2 separate regions of the Danio rerio genome follow, and region 2 is linked to region 1. A link is a contact called in public HiCAR-type data. All regions are on one chromosome and are shown on one strand. Each heading gives the region's core, a stretch centred on a gene start, on an enhancer-like site or on the middle of the called end of the contact. The rest is flanking DNA. Distances are from core to core; before and after follow the strand shown. Region 1 has its middle 9.8 kb from the start of pmp22a. Region 2 has its middle 14 kb from the start of cdc42ep4a.

The links. HiCAR-type assays count read pairs that join an accessible place to other places.
Region 2: a contact with region 1 is called in a HiCAR-type map of caudal fin, with 4 times the contacts expected there. The contact joins two enhancer-like sites. A contact is called at or near these places in 2 of 18 Hi-C or Micro-C datasets (fibroblasts and gastrula embryo) and 1 of 4 datasets of contacts at active chromatin or transcription factors (caudal fin).

Annotation. Positions count from the first base shown.
Region 1 is chr3:53,332,769-53,340,558 of GRCz12tu, reverse strand. No RefSeq gene overlaps it. Among named protein-coding and RNA genes, the nearest start is that of pmp22a, 9.8 kb to the right of the region's middle. Within about 2 kb of position 2,903, at least 26 of the 62 cell types and tissues checked have an H3K27ac peak or open chromatin away from gene starts, as enhancers often do.
Region 2 is chr3:53,400,407-53,408,196 of GRCz12tu, reverse strand. No RefSeq gene overlaps it. Among named protein-coding and RNA genes, the nearest start is that of cdc42ep4a, 14 kb to the left of the region's middle. Within about 2 kb of position 4,341, at least 44 of the 62 cell types and tissues checked have an H3K27ac peak or open chromatin away from gene starts, as enhancers often do.

The DNA of each region.
Region 1 (7,790 bases), core at 1,654-4,153:
CTCAATATTTAGAGACATTTCAGCTAAAGGTATGCAGGAAATACTTCCCACAGGGGTCTCCCATTATGACCTCTGTTGGCCCACCCCATCCCTCCTGATGCCTCCTGAAGTTAGTGCTAACAGCTGCTGCTTGAGCTCCATTAATGCTTTTTTTGCGGGGCCCTAAAAACATTTCAGCTCAAATCCAAAAATTAAATGGTACGTTGTAATTTTTGACAAAATCTGTACAACGTGGCGTTCCCTTCCTGACATGCCAGACAAATCTTCAGTGCATTTGTTTCTCTGTTGATTGTAAGTTTTTATATTCATCTCATGACTTTGACTTTATGTTTGCAGTTAAAATTGTCACACATATTACACTCTTTCTCAGAATTGTAATCTTTATCTCTCTTTCACCAAAATTCTTATATATGTTTTTGGTCAGTACTGTTGCCTCACAGCCAAGAAGGTTTCTGGTTCAAGTACAGGCTGGGCCAGTTGGTATTTCTGTGTGGAGTTTGCCTGTTCTTCCTGTGTTTGCGTGGTACTCAGGTTTCCCCCACAGTCCTAAGACATGTGGTATAGGTGAACTGAATAAACTAAATTGACAGTAGTGTATCTGTGTGAATGCGAAACAGTAAGATCACTGGTAAGATCACTGGTTTGAGCCTCGGCTGGGTCAGTTGGCATTTCTGTATGGAGTTTGCATGTTCTCCCTGTGTTCGCATGGGTTTCCATCAGGTGTTCTGTTTTCCCCACAGTCCAAAGACATGCTATATAGGTAAATTTAATAAACTAAATTGACCATAGTGTATGTGTGTGTTTGTAAATGCAAGAATGTATGGGTGTTACCCAGTACTTAGTTGCAACTAGAAGGGGATCTGCTGCGTAAAACATAAGCCGGAATAGTTGGTAGTTCATTCCCCTGTGGTGACCCCTGATAAATATGAAAATATGCCAAATTAAAATGAATGATTAGGTGAATGGAATAAACAAAATTTTCCGTAGTGTATCTGTGTGAATGCAAGAGTTTGTGGGTGTTTCCAAGAACTGGTTGCAGGTAGAAGGACCTCCGCTTTGTAAAACATATGCTGGATAAGTTGGCGGTTCATTCCACTGTGGCAACCCCTGATTAATGAAGAGACTAAGTAAAAAAGAAAACAAATGAATGAACTAATCTACTTTATAAGTTGACTTTTACCTTCTACATGTTGGCTTTATTGTAACACAATATGATGAGAAAAAAAAATGGACATAAAATTGCAAAACTTTTAATTAGTTTTCTAAGTCTGCTGAACCACCGCCCTAAAATTAATCAAAACAAGATCCAGCAGATGTCCAGTAGAAGATGCAATGTTTATAATAGTGTCAGAGCAGCAGGAATGTGTTATTGGGGTTTGGGAGGGAGCAATTGCTGTAATTCGAGTAGACTTCGGCTCAGAGTTGGTCTCAGTGGACACTGTTCAGCCAGCATTTCATGGGCCCAGATGCATTTGGGTGAATTTGATCCCTTTCAAACTTTTCGTTGGTAATTCATATACTCTGTAAGAAGGTTAATGTGATTATTTAACAAAATGTTGAATTAAAACTATTCTTAATTCAATAAATGCAACATACTTGAATTGTACACTCACCAAAGAATCGTAAAAAATATTAAGCTTGATATTCGATAATAATAAACATATCTTAATAATTAAATTAGCATTATTAGCATTCAAAGTTATTTCTAAAGAATCACGTGGCGGCGGTTCATTTTGCTGTGGCGAACCCAGATTGAAGAGGACTAGGCAGAAAAGAAAATGAATGAATGAATGAATGAATGAATGAATGAATGAATGAATGAATGAATGAATGAATCATGTGGCACTTAAGACTAAAATTCAGCTTTGAATAACAGAAACAGTTGTTGCTAGCATGCTATATTTAACATGTTTTATCATGTTGTTAACCTAAATAAGCTTTTTCATACCATGTTTAACACAATGCTAGCAGGGTTAGCATTGTGAGTATGGATTAGTATGCTGCTAGCATGTTTAGTACATGACTAACATGTTTGTTTACATGAAAATTATGTTGCTAGCATGTTTAACACAATGTTAATATGCTTTAGCATACTGGTAGCATTTTTAAATACTTTGTATGTTTCAATACTTACTATGAAAATATAGTCAATTAGAAATAAATATAGTCAAATATCCTGAAAGTCATGGCATGAAAACAATTGAAGGAGAATACAATCCTTTTCAAACCATTATTTGGTGTTTCATGTACAGTGTTTTAGGAAATTGGATATGACATAACAAAATATTGTTTGCGGGACGGACTTTCTAATTTAAATCAATTCACTAAGCCTAAAGAAAATCTGTACAGTTTCCACAAAAACAGCTAAATAGCTGCAAAAACAAAAGCTATTTGATAACCAATGCTAGTAAGTTGTTTTAACATGTTTTATGGCATGTTTTTAACATAAATTAGCCTGTTGCAACAATTATTAACAATAGGCATTCTAAATATGCATTAGCATCTTTTGGCAACATTTCTGTACATTTCTGGCATGAATTCCTATGTTCAACATAATATTAGCACGAATTAGTATGCAGCCTCAGTCCATAATTAGAGTGATTACTGCAGCTTATGGGAATTCATATTAAACTGAATCAAATTTGAACTAACTAAAACTAATATCCTCTTTTTGTACCTGCCTAATATGCTGACTATGTTTAAATCTGACTTTTATTATGAGAATGTCATTCCTTGTATATGTGCTTTAACAAAATCCACATTGTATACAGTCTTATAGAAATAAAGGTAAGATGACTGACACAGTGATAGGGATGTGTGCGCTGAAGACATAGTCTCAAACAGGAAGCCACGGTTAATGATTTGCAGATGCTTGGGATGGCTGCAGCACCGAGGCCTGGGTTTCGTCATGGTGCATGTCTGTGATTTATTCCAGCCTGAGCTTCGGGCTGGATGGGGGTGGGCAGTTAAGTAAAGCCATCTCCCCTTTGCTCATGGTGTGATTCGGGAGATCTCATGTTTACCCTACAATGTAAAGCTAAGGACCCTCAAATATGACTATTCCCTTGCAAGGGGCCTCCTTCTGAAAATATCAAAGCAGCTGTGGGATTGCATGTTAGTAACACGTGTTATGTAAGTGCATGTAAGTGCACGTTCTTTGTTTTTCATCATCAATGGCCATTTTTTTTTTTTTAACATCAACGTCCATCTCTAAAGATATCATCAATGGGGCTTTAGCAGATTGTACAAATGTGTACAACATACAAGAGATATGTAGCTCAATCCATCCATGTTCTGTTGGGATCTATAAATAAGGCAATATTTGGCCAGGATACTTGAAAACCAACTACTTGGATGTCTGAAATCTGATGTTACAAAAAAATAAATAAATAAAAAATCTAAAAACCAAGAAAATCGTCTTTAAAGTACCTTTAGAGTTGATTAAATCTTAGCAATTATAGCAATGCATAAATAACAAATTTACTAAATGTCTTCATGGAACATACCCATTACTTATTACTCTAATGACATAAAAAAGAAAGTTTGGACTATTTCAAAATTTGACTTATTTTACAAGGTGTGTTGTTAGCAGATGCCCAACTTCCAACCTGGAACTGGAGGATCAGGACATACACACATACACTACAGACAATTTAGCTTACCCAGTTCATCTATAGCAGATGTCTTTGGGCAGTGGTGGAAAACACTGGAGAAGAACATGGGCGGAACATGCAAACTCCACACAAAAATGCCAACTGACTCAGCTGGGGCTTGAACCAGCGACAGCAATACCCGCTGCACCACCCTGCTGCACCTTTTCAAAAATGTATCTGTGCAAATTAAGACTGATTTTGTGAACCAGGGATACTGCCAAAGCACACCATAGTTAGCAATGTGTAAATATCACATGGACCTTTTATCGCCTCCTTTCGAACCCCAATTTGAAAGCCTTTTTCCTAGAAACCTGTAAGAAGCTCTCTTCAAATGGAGATCAGGCCTACAGTGATTGGATGAGTTACTTTGATGACTACACACTATTAACCATTTATTAAGCATTCGCAAATTGTGAAATAATCATCTGTTAAGCATTAACTCTACATTAATAAACGTTTGTAGCAATTTATAACTACAGCTACAAATGCTGTATTCTTGACATTATTCTTAACTGTATGTGCTTAATAATTGTATTTTCATACTTTGTTAATGATTTATGTTTCATTCCTAAATTCAGTTTTGCAATATTAACAAACCAGTTAGTTGTTTTTTAGGATCATTCAGAATGAGTTAGTAAATGATTAATAAACTTTTCAAATTAACATGTATAATTCTTATTATTCAGGCATATATTAATTGTGAATTTGTTTGTTAATAAGTGCCTCAAATTCATCCAGTTTTGTGACCTAATCTAAAGTGAAGACTATTTATGCTTTATAAATCCTTATAAATGACAATTAAAGGCTCAGCTATATTCAGGAAACAGGAAAAAAAAAGAACATAAACAACTATTCATTTCTATTTGTTTGAAGATGAAACAAAACTGAAAACACATGAAACTGTATCAAATAAAAAATAAATCTGTGCAACCTTATCTAAAATAAAATTACTGTACACTTTAGAAATTGCATCATATTACAATGTTAAATTATTATATTGTTGTTCCAACATATTTTGTTCCATCTAATTTGATGTTATATTTCGACACTCCTGTTATTCAGCAATGTTTGAACGTCACAGTAATTTTACTTTTTAGATAAGATTGCAAAGATTATTGTTCATTTGATACTAAACATTTAATTGTCATTTATAAGGGATTTATAAAGCATAGTTCTCACTTTTGATAAGGTCACAAAACTGCATGAAGTTGAGTTAATAAAGCATTTATTAACATACATAGTAACCATTAATATATGGCTGAATAATAAGATTTATAAATGTTAATTTCAATAGTTTATCAATCATTTACTAACTCATTCTGAACGATCTTAAAAACCTCCAACCACTCTTAAACACAAATGGTTTGAATAATGCAATACTGCAGTTAGTAATGAAAAATTAACCAATCACAAAGTATGAAGGTACAATTATTAAGCACATTATAAATGTGGTAATAAGTCAAGAATACAGCATTTGTAGCTGTAGTTATAAACTGCTTACTAACGTTTATTAATGTAGAGTTAATGCTTAACAAATACTAAATTTACTAGATGCTAATGCATAAGAAATGATTCATACTGAGTAGTTATTATAAAGTGTTACTGTTACTTCTTCACACGTGGCTTAGAGATCCTATCAATCCCTTCAACTTCTGGGCTCAAAAAAACGCCAGGGCATTTTAGACTTGAATGGAAAGGGTGCCATTGTTTTCTGGCAAGCTGATTCATGGCCCTCCTGGCCTGATATCAGATCACAGCTGAGCAAAGCACAAACAATCAACAGATCTCAGAGCAGTTCATGCAAGAATCGCGAAAGTCTCCAGACTGGGAGAATGAGTAAAGTAAAAACAGTAACCATAATTACTGCTGTTCCGCAACAGACAAAGCTTTATCTTTTATTATGCCACAATACAGCTGTGAACTTTTGCTCAAGACACAAGTAGCCTTAAGGGATGTGTAATGCAAAATCTGCTGGTAGACCCAATTAAAAACTTACTCATATTTATGTCTTGATGTATGTGAAAAAATTAAAGGAAAAAGGGAATGTCACTGATGGCAGCCAAAATTCTCAACAAATGCGAGTCATTTCCATATGTTCAGGACGTCCTCTGGTGACATAATACTCACTCATTTCAGCCCACACCCATCAAGTTTTCTCTTTTTTAATATGAATCAATGACTTCCATTTGCCTGATTTTTATTTTTTTTATTTGCTAGTTTCACTCATCCCTCACCCCGGATAAATGCAAAATTCCCAGTAAGGTTTTGCATCCAAAACTAATATCGAAGAGGTAAGCACTTCCATTAAAAATCAGACTGTGGAAAGTGGCAATCATACAAATACCTTTGCACAATTATTGACTCTAAACTGGACACTTGAAGTGATTATTTATTTATTCTTTATAAGTGTTTTTATGTTTACGTTTTATGTCTTAATGTTCATTTGTTGTTTTTACTATGTGAGATATGAGATGAGGACTCTTGACTGCAAACCAAATCTACCTTTGGGTATAAATAAAGTAACCTAACCTAAAAAGTGTACCTTCTGAAATGTATTCGGCACTCTCCAGAAATGTATATAGGGCTATGTTTTCAGGATGAGGCTGGGCTGAGTAGATCAGTTTGTCACGTGATCAGCTGTTGCACTGAGCCCGAGAAGTAATGTTTATTTGAGGTTTCTGACATTTCCATGCACATAATTACTAACAATACACATTAGTTAGTTAGTATATTTGTAAAGCACAATTTTTTACAACAAAAAGTTGCCCAACATGCTGAACACGTAGCCCTAGTTACATTTCTGGAGAATGTGAATTAAATAGCCAGAAGTACGAAGTAGCTCTAAAGTAGCCAGAAGTAGCTCTAATCTCTCCACTGCAGCACAAAAAACATGATACCCATTACTCATCATAGGTAAAAAATAATAATCACTAATATGCTGTTTAAACAAACACATGCATATTTTTAAAGCAATTGTGTTTAAGAGTGGATTTTGTGTGTATGTGTATACATTTTATTCCTAATGTTTTGAGGAAAATGGCTCATAAATCACAAGATTAAGTATTTTGAAAATGTAAAAAAGCAGACTATTTCCTATGAGAGTTGGGTTTTTGGGTGGAGTAGGGGGATTGAATGTACATTTCATAAAGTATAGACCATAGCGACATATTGATAAATAATGTTATGATAGCTGTTTTAACATTAAGTTATTATTGGATTGCCTCGTTAAAATTATGAAATTGTTTGATACACAAGTGAGTGTGTGTGAGTGTGTGTGTGTGTTCATGTGCATGTGTGTGCGTGTGTTTGTGTGTGTGGGTGCATACATGCGTGTTACTACATTTGAATATACTGATTCAACAAACACATCCAACAATTTAAAATTAATGGTTTTATATTTTATATTTTTTTATGTTTTTTTTGTGTGTGATTTTGTGGTTTTGTCATTTGCACACTACAAGAACATATTCAGTAGACTGTTTTGTAATAGTTTTTACAAAGTATGATAAACTGGGGCTTTTGGTGTGGATCTGTTTGATGTCAGTTTGGCATGAAATACATTTTCCAAACTCTCTTTCAGTTTGCAATGAATATGATCCATATATTGCAGGAGCCCTAAAAGACAGTGTGAAAGACAGATTTGGGCAGGATTAATATATAATTTGTTAAAAGACCACCTCATTGTGCAATAATTATTTGCATGTGGAAGATGAACTGAAGATAAACACGTTTAGCCTTCAAATTCAGGTCATGACACTGGGACGAGCCTTTCTGCTGCTTTAGTGGTCAATAAAGTAAATGAAGCCAGACCAAGAGTTTTCTGTCTCAAAGAGCGTGTTGATTTAAACCATACACACTCATCTTAGTTTCAATCATGACTCACTCTGGCATTGCCGACTGCCTCACCACAAGGAAATGTTTAAGTCTCAATATTCAATTTTCTTATAGTAAATAGATGTTGTTTTAATAAGATGGAGTCATATGGCCTGCAGCTTTTCCTGTCAAGTTTGATTATAAACAGCTGTTTTTACGTTTCTGTCATCTTTCATTGTACACATGTGCACCATAATTAATCCTTATAAGCATTTTTCTTACACAAGAGATCAAAAAGTCTGAAATATGGGATGCAAAGTCTAA
Region 2 (7,790 bases), core at 3,092-5,591, 66 kb before region 1:
AGCCACTCCATTGATATTTTGGTGGTGTGCTTTGGGTCATTGTCCTGTTAGAAGATAAACTGTTGCCCGGTCTGAGGTCAAGAGCACTTTAAAACAGGTTTTCATTAAGGATGTCTCTGTAAATTGCTGCATTCATCTTTCCCTCTATCCTGACTAGTATTCCAGTTCCTGCTGCTAAAAACATCCACACAGCATGATGCTGCCACCACAATGCTTCACTGTAGGGATGGTATAGACCAAATACCAACCTACTTCACAGGGGTCCCCTGTGAAGACAGGCCTGTTGTGCATGTAGATGCCAAATTGAAAGTCCAAAAGTAGAAAACTTTACTTTTACCATACATCACACTGCTTTAACGCCAACTGCAGGGATCTTTGGCTAAAAGGGAGCTGAATGAAGTGACGACCAAATTCGAAATGCTCAACTTTGCAGTTCTCATGTTATATCAGGTAAGTTCACACTATGCTGAATCATACACATTACTCGTTTTTGATTGCAACAATGATTTCAGCAAAAACAGTAACAAATGGTTACTGTGGTTGGACACTGAATGGTAAGAATAAAACGTGAAAGCGTAAGTTATTAGGGTAAAGTTGGTTTTATATTCACACATTCATTCAGTGACAACTTGTGACACACTTGTTTACTGCGGCACTTTAAATATTCGGTCTGAAATAACCAGCAAGTGTGACTTGAAATCAACATTAAAGGGCACCTACTGTAGGTTACCCCTTTTTCAGATTTATTATGAATATTTTGTGTCTCCAAAATGTGTCTGTAAAGTTTTAGCTTAAAACACCAATCAGATTTTTTATTATACTTTTTATAAGATTCTATTTTATACATTTTTGCACTGGATGGCAGTTTTGCTATACTGCGCCTTTGAGGCTAGTCCTCCGCATCCACCGTTTCGACATGCCTTTCTGCATGCCTTAATCACCTCCCTCGGCTGCGTCAGACAACAAACAGACATAAAGAAAGCAGATCTCACATAGCGTTTATGCGAAATATTACATTATGAATCTTACCAATGATTATTTGATTCATTTGCTGTGTTAGGTTACAACGATGAGTCACACACAATGTCGTTACAAAGTTCACGCGTACACACACACAGATACTCACACACATACACAGCATGGACACAATACGCACAGATGTCTGGAAAACAACATTAAAGGGCACCTTGGTTACCCTTTTTTTCAGATTTATTATGAATCTTTTGTGTCTCCAGAATTTATCTGTAAAGTTGCAGCAGATCTCACATAGCGTTTGTGAGAAATAACTTTACCACACTGTTGCCAACTATTTTCAACGAAAAGGCGCTAAGCTCTACCCAAAAACTCGCTAAAAGTCGCTAAACTAGGCATATGTTAATTTGTATATTACTGATGTCATCTTGTTCTATGATTTCTGTTTGTTTAACAGCCTTTGGTTAATACAGGGGTATTTATATTTGCACTACGCATGTCAATTTAACTAAATTTATTGCTGTTTGAATACAGTATATCATTATATAGGTGTAGTGAATTTGCATTCATCTCTCAGACGTAATAAACTTTAGTGAAATTGTCACTAAAATATCTGTGATTGTGATCAAGAAAAGAATAGACGATCAAATTAAATTGTTAAAATAAAGGAGAAGCAGATTGGTTTGACTGTACAAGGGAAATACCTTCACACTGCTGGTGCTAAATCATTTGAGGTTGGTATGCAGAAGGGTGATTAATGCAGGTGGGAGAGACTGCTCCACTAGTACTGACAGGGTGGGGGAGGGGCTGGCGGCAAGAGTAGGGAATGTACAGTATGGACACATGAGAGTCTATAAAATTCTCCAGTAACACACAAAAAGTTGCTAGATTTGTCGCTATTCGCAATTTTGAAAATTTGTCGCTAGGGGGGTCTGAAAATTTGCTAAATCTAGCAACAAAGTCGCTAAGTTGGCAACACTGCTTTACCAATGAGTATTTGATGCATTTGTTGTATCAAGTTACAACGATAAGACACACACAATGTTGTTACAAAGTTCACGCGCGCACACACAGATACACACACACATAGACAGCTCGGACACAATACACACATAGACACAGACAGTGCGCGTTTAGCTTTCAACTCTTTTTGCATGCAGATGTGACAGGATACAGGTTAATCTCCACTGCTGTATGGATATCTGTTATGTTAATCAATAACAGTTGTACATTAACATTGTACATTAACAGTTAATGTACAAAATAAACCTGATTTAACATCCAAAAACCAGGACTGAAGTGTCTTCTTTTATAATTGTTCTGACATGAGGCTGTGCTAATGAAGTAAAGCTTAAGTAAATTGCTGTAATTCCTTACACACATGCCCTGTTTTAAAACATTTTAAACTTGTGAAACTCACTCTTTTTGATCGCATTTAATGATGATTGATGATCCTAGCAAACTGAACAGACCTTTTATTCCCGAATGCTTTTCGCTTGTCTTCTCATATTGATATGATAATACACGTGACTACCGGGACATGTTATGCAGCTGTCAATCAATTTGGTGACCGCACTCCTTCGTCAAGTTGTGGTCAGTCTGAAAACTGTTCCAACTGGTCCACCGTTTTTATGTTGTTTAATTGAAAAAAAAAAGGACTCTGTATGTTTATATCACCCCAATATGACGGCCTATACACTATACCTACAAGCTGTCCAAACAGCTTGAAAAGTAGATTTTTCACCATAGGTTAACACTGTTTATTTGACTGTGAACAATGTTGTACTTAATGGCCATTGGCTGCTAATATGATTTTGCTATTTACAGTTTGCAAATAATACTTATTATTTAGGAAAAAAGCTAAATAAGCAAATATAAAACCAACTTTACCTCTGTGTGTAAGTTTACATACCCTGCCGTACAGGTGCAGTTCACTCTCAGAATGCAGTTGTTTTTCCCTGTTGATTATTAATTACCCAGGCCTTATACAGCTCCATCTCCTTTCAAAGTCTTGTCCACACAGAACATCCAAAGACTTGTAGGACTTTTACTTATCTCATGTAAAATCATTTGAAGCTTCAGTGAAATTGTATATTTCAGGCTGGATGCTTGGTCATTTCGTCTGCAGTGTGGTGCTATTGCAAATGGACCTCACTTTAACGTTAATTTTGCCGAATCACTGTGATTATCACTGGATGATTCTTTCCATTAGCAGCATGTGTTGACAAACGTTGAGCTCCCGCTGGTTCAGGTAGGCTACGCTTATTTAATTATAATGCTTTTAATAATGCTTTTATAATACGCTGAAAGAATTATGTAAATAATATATGTAATATGTAATCAATATATCTTATTTCTAAGACAACAACAAACTCACATCGGATGTCATTCCATCACTGTACATGCTAACGCTCCCTGTTTTTTTCTGCCACCTCCCTGCATGCGCATCCTGAATGTTTACAAACATTGTAATTTGTCTATTAGCCTGTTGTTGATGATGATCTACCCGAGCGACAGCATGCCAAACTAGCTTATTACCAATCATGAGCTAAGTGTGAACTCTTGAAATTAATTTTAGCAATATCTTTCCAAAATTACTGCACACGCTACAAACAAATAAATGACATATGTATTCCTGACAATACCTGTAAATGTAACATTTTTAAATGAACGTATCATACTTTATTTGAAATACAGCATTGGGGTTCCTCATACTTTTTAATATTAATTCATTTTTTTTAATTTGAAATGTGTATGAAAATACACAAACACGATATAAAAGAATGCGACACTGTGTTTCAGTGGTTAGCACTGTCGCCTCACAGCAAGCTTTGAGCCCGTTTGCATTATTTGGTGTTTCTGTGTGGAGTTTGCATGTTCTCCCCGTGTTTGCGTGGGTTTACTCCAAATGCTGTAGTTTCACAAACAGTCCAAAGACATGCACTTTTGGTGAATTGGTTGAGTTAACTGTCTTTGTATGTGTGTGAATGTGAGAGTTTATGGGTGTAACGAAACAGTTAATAGTCAAGTTTCAAAAAAATCTGACACACTTTTTTTTTTTACAATAATGAAAACGTTTGAGCAGTAAGTCAATCAGAAAATGTCAAAAAGCAGGGATTAAAGCCATGCATGTTTGTTTATGTATGAAAAAATTCAAACATAAATTGAAAACAGTCCACCATAATATTTTAATCAGCTCGTGTGCTGTTCCTGTCACATCTTCCTGCTGTTCTACTATATGTCCAAAAGAGGTCGCTGTTTGTCAACATATAATTCATCATTAACAGGCGCTGCCAGAAGCGCGTTCTGCTTCTCATTCTCATGCTTCTCAGACTCAGTCGAGACTCTCAGGAGCAAAACCCGCATGAAAAAATCTGGAAACCATTAGACAACCTGCTAGCGCCGAAATTTGAGCGGGCGAGAGATAGAAAGGGGGAAGGGCTAAAACTGGGAGTAGATCGACTTTTCTTGTTCTTCCGTCGCCTTTAGTCTCTCCACAGACAGACACATTTCAGCCTTTTCAGATTTCCAGTATGACTCCTCCCTTGTTTTCCCCCCTCTTCATGCAGGGGTTTTCCTTTGTCGTCTGCATGCTCATTTTACCTTGGATACATTTCTCAAGTGCTAGAAAGGGTGGGAAATGGCTGAGAGTGGCGAGAAATTCGCCCGCGGGTTGCAGCTGTGGTCCACCCTTCTGTCATGATCATAGATGGCTAACACCATAGACACTTAGAATGACAGTGAGTAGACAACATGTCCTTTCAGTTCATAATCTCCAGCAAATAACGACTGCATTCAGGGCAGACCAGATGTCTGAGGATTTCCCATAAAAACAGTAAAAGCGTTAGGACAAGGAGGAGGATTGTAGGGAAGTGTTGGATTAAAAAAAAAAATCTTTACAACACAGCTTTATATGAAGATTATAAGTGCAGCACCTATACGTTAATTTCCATAAAATGCCTTAATAAGTGGTTTTGTGGCAGTTAAAACATTGTTCTGTTTAAAAAAAGTTGACTTTTGAAATGTTCTGTAATTATATAAGCTGTTTCCATCCAAATATTCTAATTAGACTTATGCGTAAAACTGGAATATTGCATAAAACTTTTGGGAATAAGTTTTTTTGGGTTTTTATCCAATGCATTCAACTGACATCAAATATCAAAAATAAAATTGGTATTTTAATTTGGTAGGAGAAGCTACTGTGGGCATGTTTTTTTTTTTGCTGTATAAGATGAAAATGAAATGCAGTGAACACATGGTGGCTGTTGGAGGCGTGATGCTGCGTTCACACTAGATGCAGATGAAGCATAAATGATTTACATGTTAAGTCAATGCAAAGACATAAATAGACATCCTGCGGTGTGTTTCATGTGAATGAGGCGGTGAGAATGAAGCGGCGCGAGTTGAGCATTTTGCGCATTTAAATCGCTCGAGTTGGAAAATTTGAACTTTAGTGGACATTCAGGCCATGTTAACCAATCGGGAGCTTGCTCTTGTAGGGTAGTGATTATGACATAGTGCCTCCACATTAGTATGATCAAAACAACATTTTAGATGTTTTACAATGTAGCGGGTCAGCTGGTTTGTCTATTAATGCTGTCCAATCACATCCATTTTTGTTATTGCATGATCTGTTAAAACAAAATCACATGACTTCTGATGCACATGCTGGAATTTATTTTGTAAATGTGCTTCCATTCTAGTTTAGCCATTTATATATATATATATATATATATATATATATATATATATATATATATATATATATATATATATATATATATATATATATATATATATAAACAGTGTATCCTACTCAGTTGTCAGCATGTTTGTTTATTAGCATTTTTATATTGTGTGTGCAATCTGTATGTTTCTAATGAGCTTTTTTTTTTTTTTTTTTTTTTTTAATAGGTGGATGAAAACATAGGTATTGTAAAAAATGTCGACATCCAAACAGTAGATCACCGTTCACTTCTATAATAGTGCAAAGAATGTTATAGGAGTCAGAGGTGACCAATAAATCTGCAAGTGTTCTGGGATTTACATCATACATCATTCATGCAATAAAATAGAAATTATATTAATGCAGGGCTGTCAAAATAAACACACACACACACACACACACACACACACACACACACACACACACACACACACACACACACACACACACAAACGCACACGATAATAACTTTTTGATTTAGTGGCTAATTTGTATGAATTACAATTTGCTTATTCCCAATGACGATTGGGTTTAGGTGTGGGGTTGGGTGCCACACCTTCTCTTTAAAATCATGCATTTATATGACTGAACTCGCACAAATTTGTATGAATTAGCTACACTGACAAAATGTAAAATACTTACTTTCCTGGTGAGATCAGGCTGCATAAATGTCTTCACAATCAATGCATCCTCCTTGCTATATTTTTTTTAGGGGGACTGCCTGGGCATAAAAAGTTGGAAGGTTAGGACAAATTGGGTTCAGTCCAGCTTCAATATGTTATAGCATAAATCAAGAAAATAAAACACAAGTCTGAACCTTCGAGTTTGATTCTCTGTTCCACTCCTTAGCCAAAGTATAGTTCACTGCTGATTATCTGCAGATGGGTCATAAAGTGGAGATCAGTTGAACCTTCTGGACTTCTCATATGCTTATACATGTTCATGGTTAAAAATACCGAGCTAAATATGCAAATTTTTATCCAGTTTCTGAACAGGGAATCCAGTTCTTGCCCTTCATTTGTTTGCAATCTATCCAGGCTTTGAATTTTACAGCCTTTCGGAAAGTGTATTAAAAAAATTATAATAAAACCCAAATGGAAAGACTACTCGACTGCGCTAGCTGAGCTCAAAACTCATTTAACAGCAGAACTGCTTTTTCCATCAAGTATTTTCCAGAAGTTTTCGCTGAGAGCGCAGCCGCTCTTGAGTACATGGCGATGGACGGCTCCAGCTTGTGGTCTGAGAAGGATTGGAAAATGTAAACATACGGCAGTTTGGCAGTGACCTCTGACCCCGGGCCCTTGGGACCACACACACAGACGAGGAACAGTTTGCTCGGGACTAATGTTTGACGTGCCTTTTAAGGGTTTTAACATCACCATGGATCAAAGTGAAAAGGACAAGATGCACAGATCGCCCCGCTTGTAACTGTGTTTTATGTCCACAGTTTGTATGGATGATTGCGGTTGAGATTCTTTTTTATGTGCACATTGTAATTCTTTCTCTCTTTCCTCCAGAGTGTCTGTCTGTTGCAATAAGCAGTTTCCTGCATAAATCACAGCCCACTGGAGTCGCTCCTAAATCCTACTTCTGCACTCGCTCTAGGAGAATTTGCCACTTTAGTGCGACTCGAGACTTCAAATGTACAATGAAAAGATATTTAATGTACTTTAATAACAGCCTTGTGGACAAAGCATATTTTGGTGATATATACAATATTAAGTGCTATGGCTGGTCCCAGTTGGTCTAATGCACTGGTTTTGAAGAAAAACGCAATGTAGCGCAAGGTGTGACGCAATTGTTATTTGCTAGTTTCAGCTTGGCGCAAGAGTCGTTTTGACATTTTGCGCCAAGCTGTTTAAATAGCAAATGCATTTGCGCTCATATGTGCTCATATATGCTCACATACGCTCTGGTCTAAAACAGCAGGCGTGTTTTGGCGCGTTGCTGGTGTGTTGCTATTTTGAGAAATTGTAATAGTCTTTTCTTTAGACCAGAACAAACCCGGTCTAAAGTCTGGCTCAGAGTGTGCCTCACTTACACACTGTTTAATACACACAAGATGTAGAGCAATACGCAAATATCTTTACAT